Linked DNA regions of Mus musculus: region 1 is linked to region 2. Evidence: chromatin contacts called from public promoter capture Hi-C data. All regions are on one chromosome and are shown on one strand. The core of a region is the stretch at or near the end of the contact, and the rest is flanking DNA. Distances in the headings are between cores, read along the strand shown. Region 1 holds the start of Tcirg1 (T cell, immune regulator 1, ATPase, H+ transporting, lysosomal V0 protein A3). Region 2 holds the start of Lrp5 (low density lipoprotein receptor-related protein 5).

The links. Capture Hi-C pulls out chosen DNA fragments and counts their contacts.
Region 1: a contact with region 2 is called in a promoter capture Hi-C map of liver. A contact is called at or near these places in 1 of 39 promoter capture datasets (cranial neural crest), 4 of 130 datasets of targeted methods (the 230-238 cell line, craniofacial prominence, embryonic stem cells and 1 more) and 2 of 9 other capture datasets (liver and pancreatic islet).

The regions. Positions count from the first base shown.
Region 1 is chr19:3,905,135-3,908,449 of GRCm38.p6, forward strand. It overlaps Tcirg1 (T cell, immune regulator 1, ATPase, H+ transporting, lysosomal V0 protein A3), which reads right to left and starts at 1,999. Exons shown (of 20, transcript NM_001136091.2): 1 at 1,885-1,999.
Region 2 is chr19:3,685,209-3,688,528 of GRCm38.p6, forward strand. Lrp5 (low density lipoprotein receptor-related protein 5) reads right to left here and starts at 1,356. Exons shown (of 23, transcript NM_008513.3): 1 at 1,147-1,356. The coding sequence starts at 1,234. Gm36672 (a long non-coding RNA gene) reads left to right here and starts at 1,342. Exons shown (of 4, transcript XR_388279.4): 1 at 1,342-1,531.

The DNA.
Region 1 (3,315 bases), core at 749-3,248, 220 kb after region 2:
GCTCCCAGACACCCTGGCTCCAGCAGTGTTTTCAGCACTGGATCACCTCTCTGTCTGCCCCCCACTTGAGACCCAGCTTAGCCCTGAGACCCTAGGCTGTGACAACTGACACCAAATGCCTCTGAGCTGTCTAGCCTGCTTCCTTATACATGCAGAGGGTGGGGGTGGAACTCCCTCTAAGTTCCCTGGAGCTGAAATCCTGAAGGGGAGGATTGGCTGGGGGTTGCCTTTGGCTGCCCGCAACATTGCCTGTGGGGCTGGGAAAAGTCTTGGTGTTGAAACTGGGAAAGTGAAACCATGAAACAATGGGCGGGAAGCTCTGGTGGCCTCCCTCTAACCCCAGCAGGCACACACTTCCTGGCTGGAAAGCAAACGGACTCTTCAACTGCCCTGCAGATGCCCAGCCAAAAGCCAACACTCTCCCTGGGGCCACTGCCTGCTCCTTGGTAGCTACTGCTCTTCAGGTTCAGGATCTTGGGGACACCGTTTCCTCAGCTCTTAAACTGGCGTTGAGGGCTGGAGGTCACAAGTGGGGACACACATCGAGAGGAACTTCAGATACTAATGGGCCCAGCTTACTGCCTGGGTCTGCCCAGCAGACCACTTCCTCCCTAGGTCTGGTTTACTTAAGGGGAAACCACAGTCCTGTCCCCAGCTTGGGAAAGGAAAGAATTCAGATGGTAGTCAAGGGCTTCAGAAGAGCCAGGCCCTGCACAGGCAGGGGTGAGCAGGGAGGGCTGGGTGCACAGAGCCAGGGACTAAGTCTCTAGGGTCCTCCCCAAATTGTAAGCAGCTATGTGACACTGGGTAAGTCACTTGCCCTCTCTGGGCCTGTTTCCTCTTTGATTGAATTGGCCACCCCTGGCAGGAAAGATGTGAGTGAGGAGATAAACGAAAAATCAGACTCCCCACATCTTACTTCTTTCTATAAACACCCCTTCCCCCCAATTCCTAGTGGACAACCCAGCCTTACGATTTTTTTGTTTGTCCGTTTTTCAAGAAAGGATTTCTCTGTGTAGCCTTGACTGTCCTGGAACTGGCTCTGGGGATCAGACTGGCCTTGAACTCAGAGATCAGCCCACCTCTGCCTCCTGAGTGCTGGGATTAAAGGCTTGTGCTACCACCACTCCTCCTATCCTGGCCTTAATTTATAAATGGGCCAACCCAGGTGGAGTAAGGTGAAGTCTAAGGTCACATGGCCAACTAGAACCACACCACAGAGGGGTCTGTCCCAGACAGAGGGACGCTGCTCTGACTTGGCACATCCTGCCTAGTCCCAGCGCCATAACCACCAGCACTCGGGTGCTCCAGCCAAGGGATGCTAGACATGTACATGCAAGACAAACGGAAGTTCCCCCATGCTCCCTGCAGACAGTCCACATTACATACCTTGATTTTGTTACTAGGTCCTGTCCTGTAATCTGCGAGCTAGACCCACACACACCACTCGCGATCTGGCCTTCCCCTGAGGCCCCGGTGTTCTGCCTTACTCCTGCACCCCCTTTCCTAGTCTTCCTTCAACCCCTGCCTTTTCTCCCAGACCCTGCTCTTCGGAGGATGAGGAGAGGGGCTGGAGTCTGCCTTGAGCCCGGCCACTTCCTAGTAGGATGGCTTCCGTTTCCTCATCTGTAGAATGGGTCCCTCGTTCAGAGCCAGACGCAGCAGGGGCCTCCATGAGCTCAGGCTCTGAAGTTTCCCGGAGCTAGCAACCTATCCTCTGCTTCTCCTTGCGGCCTGCCTGCATCCCAGACTGCCTGACACGGTCGCGTGGCCTCTGAGTTGCCTCCACCCGGAGTCGGGCAGGGCGCCTGGACCCTTGTCCAGGCGGAGGAAGAAGCAGTTGGTAGGCAGGGCTGGGGTTCCTCAGTTTAGCAGGACACTCACCCAGGTGGACTCTTCGCTCAACTTCGGCTTAGGATCTGAGCCCGCCCTCCGGCCAGTGCAGCTCACTCCAGCTTCGAAATACCGGAGTGGGTGTGGCCTGTGACGGCCTGCCCACTGCCCGCCCTGTCCCGCCCCCCACTGAGTTCGGGCGCGGGGTGGGGGTGGGGGTGAGGGCGGTGTCTGGACGCCCCGGAATCGTTTAATCCCGGGAATCGGGAGATAACCGACAAAAAAATCCCGATAATCGGGAGATGACAGGTAGGACCTTAAGGATAGGCCACCTTCACCTTCCTAGTACGTACAATCTGCTTCAAGCTACTTCGCTATTGTGCAAGATCGGCTGCTACCCAACCTCACCCAGCTCAGACTATGCTGGGTAAGGGTGGGCCCACGCTATGGGCCCCTCTCCACTGGCAGCAGGGTGTTGGTTGGGCCAGTCTCTGCGGAGGAACTTGACCCAGGAGCCTGGAGACTCCAGAAGTGCCTCAACCTCCTTCCTAGCCCTTGAGGTATGGAAACTGGGATTCAGGACCATTCAGCTGCCTGTACTTTGGACAGGCTGGACTGTACCCAATGGGGACCAGAGGGACAAGGGGCCCCTCAGCTGTGCTGACCCTTGAGCCCCATTCAATAAACAAGGGCTCTAATGTGTGGGGGGAGTATAGAATGGAAGCCTAAGGCAACCTGAAAACTGAGTCGAAGTGGGTAGGTATCCCCAGAAAACAGGTATGACATGGGTCTGAGGTGACTTGGTGAGGACCCTCACACAAGTGTACCAGGGGGCACAAGCCAGTGCTCTTCACTGTGGGGGAACAGACAACAGACGGGCCATAAAGCTGTAGTTGTGAATACAGTAGAAGTGTACATAAGAATAGGAGAACCAAGCTAGCAGCAGTCCCGTCCCCCCCCCCACACACACAATGTGTGTGTGCCCACACAGGGTCGGGGTAGAGGTGAGGGCGGTGTCTGAAACGGTAACAAGTATAACACCCACACTTGGGAGGAGTCAGAGAACTTAGTGGGCAAAGGGGATGTAGTAGCCAGAGGCAAGGCCAGCTCAGAGGCAGCAGGACCTATGTCATTCCCTTGTGACTGTCACCCCCTAGCAAGCTTCCTGTTCCCCAAAGGACACCCTGACCTTAGGGATGTTGGGTGCAAGTGTGCGGCTACACTCCCCGTGCAGGCACCCATGGAGGCCTGAGGTGAGCAGCAGGAATTTTCCTCAGTTGGCCACCTGTTGCACTCAGTTTTTGAGCCAGTCTCTCTCACTGAACCTGAAACTTGCCATTTTGATTAAGTTTGGCTAGCCAGGGACTCTGGGATCCACTTGACTCCATCCTCCAGCAGAGGGTCACAGACATGTGGCCACACTAAGCTTTTCTGTGCAATCTCAGGATAAGAATAACTCATTTACTCAGCCTCCTTCCTACT
Region 2 (3,320 bases), core at 106-2,605:
GAAAATGTAAACATGATCCCGAGGGAGACAAATTTAGGGGGAGACTCCCCAAGAGCCCTCTGGCTGAGCTTGAGAGCTCCAAGACTGGATGAAGCCAGCTCCCCTCGACCCCTCCCCCCAAACATAGGTGGAAGAGACTGCAGCCCAGGGAATCTGAGCACAGAGCCAGGCCCAGCCACCTCCCTCAAGTGTCTACCCTGGAAATACACAGGGGGACAGCTGTTCGCCTTAATAAGGCCCAGACAAAGGGACCTGAGGTTGTCCCCTACCCCGCCCCAAACTGCCATCACCACCACCCGGGAGTTCAAGAGTATCTGCCGGACCCTTGGACAGCCACACTCCAGAAAAACAAAACACAAACACCCGAAAACAATGATTTAGGTGGCAAGAGCCTTGCTTTAAAAACCACATGGCAATCTCCGAATTAAAAGAACATGTGTAGCGTTTCCAACTGCTTCGTTTCTCGAGAGTCCTCCTGACCTCAGCTCCACCCCTCAGGACACACCAAAAAAAAGTTAGAAAGTTCCCGAGCGGGCCACTTCCCTAAAGGTGGGTCCAACTGAGGCAGAACCATACCTCCCCACACCAAGGCACCCACGCAACCGATCTCGGGGCTGGGCACTGGTCAGCGGGGCTGGGTGCCTGGCCACCGCTTGGGGGCCCGAGCGGTCAGATGGGTCACTGGGGTCACGGGGACACCTGGCAGGTGTCAGTCGGTTTGGAAGGCTGACAGCCCACGCAGGTCAAAGCGACAGCAGCCCAGGGCCAGGCCGCCCCGCGCAGGGCTCTCCGAACTTCCTAGCTAGCAACTTCTGGCACTTCCCAGGGCTCGGTAGGCCGGCCGCCGCAAGCAGGCTCGCGAAAAGTTTTCCCAGTAGTTCGCGATAGGCCAGGCCTGTCCCGGGCCATCGCGATGCCCGTGGGCGCACTCCTGAGCGCGCCCGGCGTCCCGAGCCTTGGGCAGGTGAGGGCCCGCCCGCGCCGCACCTGGCGGGCTCGGTCCCCAGGGAGGGGCCCCGGCGGGAGAGACAAAGGGCCCGCGCGAGGTCCCCCGGCGCGTGGTCCCCCGGAGCGCGCTCCAACTCGTCCGCAACTTGCAAAGTGGCTGCTTGCGGCCCCGGCCATTGTCCCCCGCGCCCACCTTACCCGCGGCGGGGACCAAGCTGCAGTACAGCACCAGCAGCAGCAGCGGCGGCGGCGGCGGCGGAGGGGCCCGGGTCGGCGCCGTTTCCATGTCGTCCGGCGGCCGGGAGCGCCGCGCGCTCACTCGGGCTCCATGGCGCGCGCGGCGGCGGTGGATCCTCGCGGCTCCCGGCGCCTCTTGCTCCCGCCTCGGGCGCCGCGGCCCAAGACGACGCGGGAGGAGGGAGCGGAAGCCGAGCCGGTCTCCGCCCCCCGCGCCGCCCGCGCCCCCCGCCAAGCCGCGCCCTCCTGCGGGCGCCCGGGAGCCGGGCAGGCGGGTCTCTCCGGGCCCGCGACAGGAGAGGCCGGGCAAGCAGGTGGGTCACCTGCCAAGTCTCTGTACTGACAGGTGAGGAAACTGAGGCACGTGGAAGCATGACCCACACAGTCAGGAGGCCTCAGGGCTGGAAGCCAAAGGTCTCCGAAGCCAGCTTTGGGCTCTTTCACCACAACTGTAGCCACCTGGCCCAGAGACATACCGCCCCACTTGGGATGCACGCGGGAACAGGCGCAAAAGCGGATACTGCTGGAGGAACTGGGGGCTTTTACTTTTAGATTTACTTTTTGTTGTATGTGTATGAGTGTTTGCACGCATGTATGTGCACCACATGCGGGAAGGAAACCAGAATAGGGTGTGGGGGTCCCCTGGGACTGGAGTTAGAGGTGTGAGCCACCAGGTGACTGCAGGGAACCAAACCCAGGTCTCTAAAAGAGCAGTAAGTGCTTCTAACTGCTGAGCCTTCTCTCTCCGGCAGTGCTTTCTAGAACCTCACACCTTGGGCAGGCAGGTGTAGGTGAAATCATTTCATGTCCTTAGAAAGTAAGCTAATGGCAGTGTCCACCTTGCAAGGTAGAGAGGAAGGACAGAAGCTGAGGTGGTCAGGAGGGTGCCTCTGCCCTCCTGTGGTTTATGCTAGGAAGAGACAAAAATAAGAGCCCAAACAAAGGAGTGAGTAGCCGGGAAAGTGACATGGCGCTCAAGTGTGTATGACTTTACTTATAAGTCTGACATGGTGTCCAGCCTCGGGAGATTGAGGCAGGAGGCTTGCCATGAGTTTGAGGCCAGCCTGGGCTACCTGCGAGACCCTGTTTAAAAAGAGTTGATAGAGCCCTTGGTTCCCTAGTGTGCACAGCTCTCCCAGCGCTGCATAAACCGGACCTGATAAACAGAAGGAGCAAAAGGCAGGTCAAGGCTGGCCAGCAAGATGGCTCCCGTTGACCTAAGTTCAACCCTAGGATCGCAGAAGAAAAGAGAACTGACTCCCCAAACTTGTCTTCTAATAGGAAAACATGAAGACCAGGGACCAGCTAGTAGGGGGAGGGGACCCACACCAGGGTTCCAAGGGTCAGGGCAGAGATTTCAATGCGGAAGCAGGCCAGTGGTTCAGGAAGAGCAGTCTCCTGGGGTGGCTGTATCCAGTCTCTGACCGGAAGAGGAGTCAGGAGGTCTCAGGGGCAGTCAGGGGACTGGGGACTAGAGCAGCTAGTGTCCTTGCTGGTTCCTTCTCACCCAAGCCCAACCCCCATCCCCCCTCCACCTTCAACACAGAGCCAAGAGCACAACCCCCTTCTCTAGCCCCACTCTCACCCATCCCCCAAGGCCTTCCTCTTTCAGCCTTGATTTTTCTGAGGCCTCCTCTCCCTGCAGCCAGGGAGCTTGTTAAATAAGCCAGACCTCACCACTCCTCCCACCGGTCAGAGAGGAAGCTGAAGCCTTGGGCTCACACGGCCTGGCCTAGCCACACCTCCGTTACTTCTCAACTCCATCTTATGGGCTGCAACTGTAATGGCCCCTTGCAGAGATGGGCACTGTCTTGCCTGGGGGAGGGCCTCATTGCTGGGACTCTTATCCCACTTAGTTCTTGAAAACCATACTGCCTCTCCACTCTCTAAGCCGCCCTAGCTGACAGTTCCTATCACCTAGCAGGGTGTATGTTTGCTTTCTTTTCCTTCCATTACAGCAGAAATGCCAAGATTTGTCTGTTTTGTTTTCTGTGTCTAGGCCAGGACCCAGCACATAGTAGGTGCCCAATTAAAAAAAAAAAAAAAATTAGGCGGGGCATGGTGGCTCACGCCTTTAATCCCAGCACTCAGGAGGCAAAGGCAGGCAGATTTCTGAGTTCGAGGCCAGCCTGGTC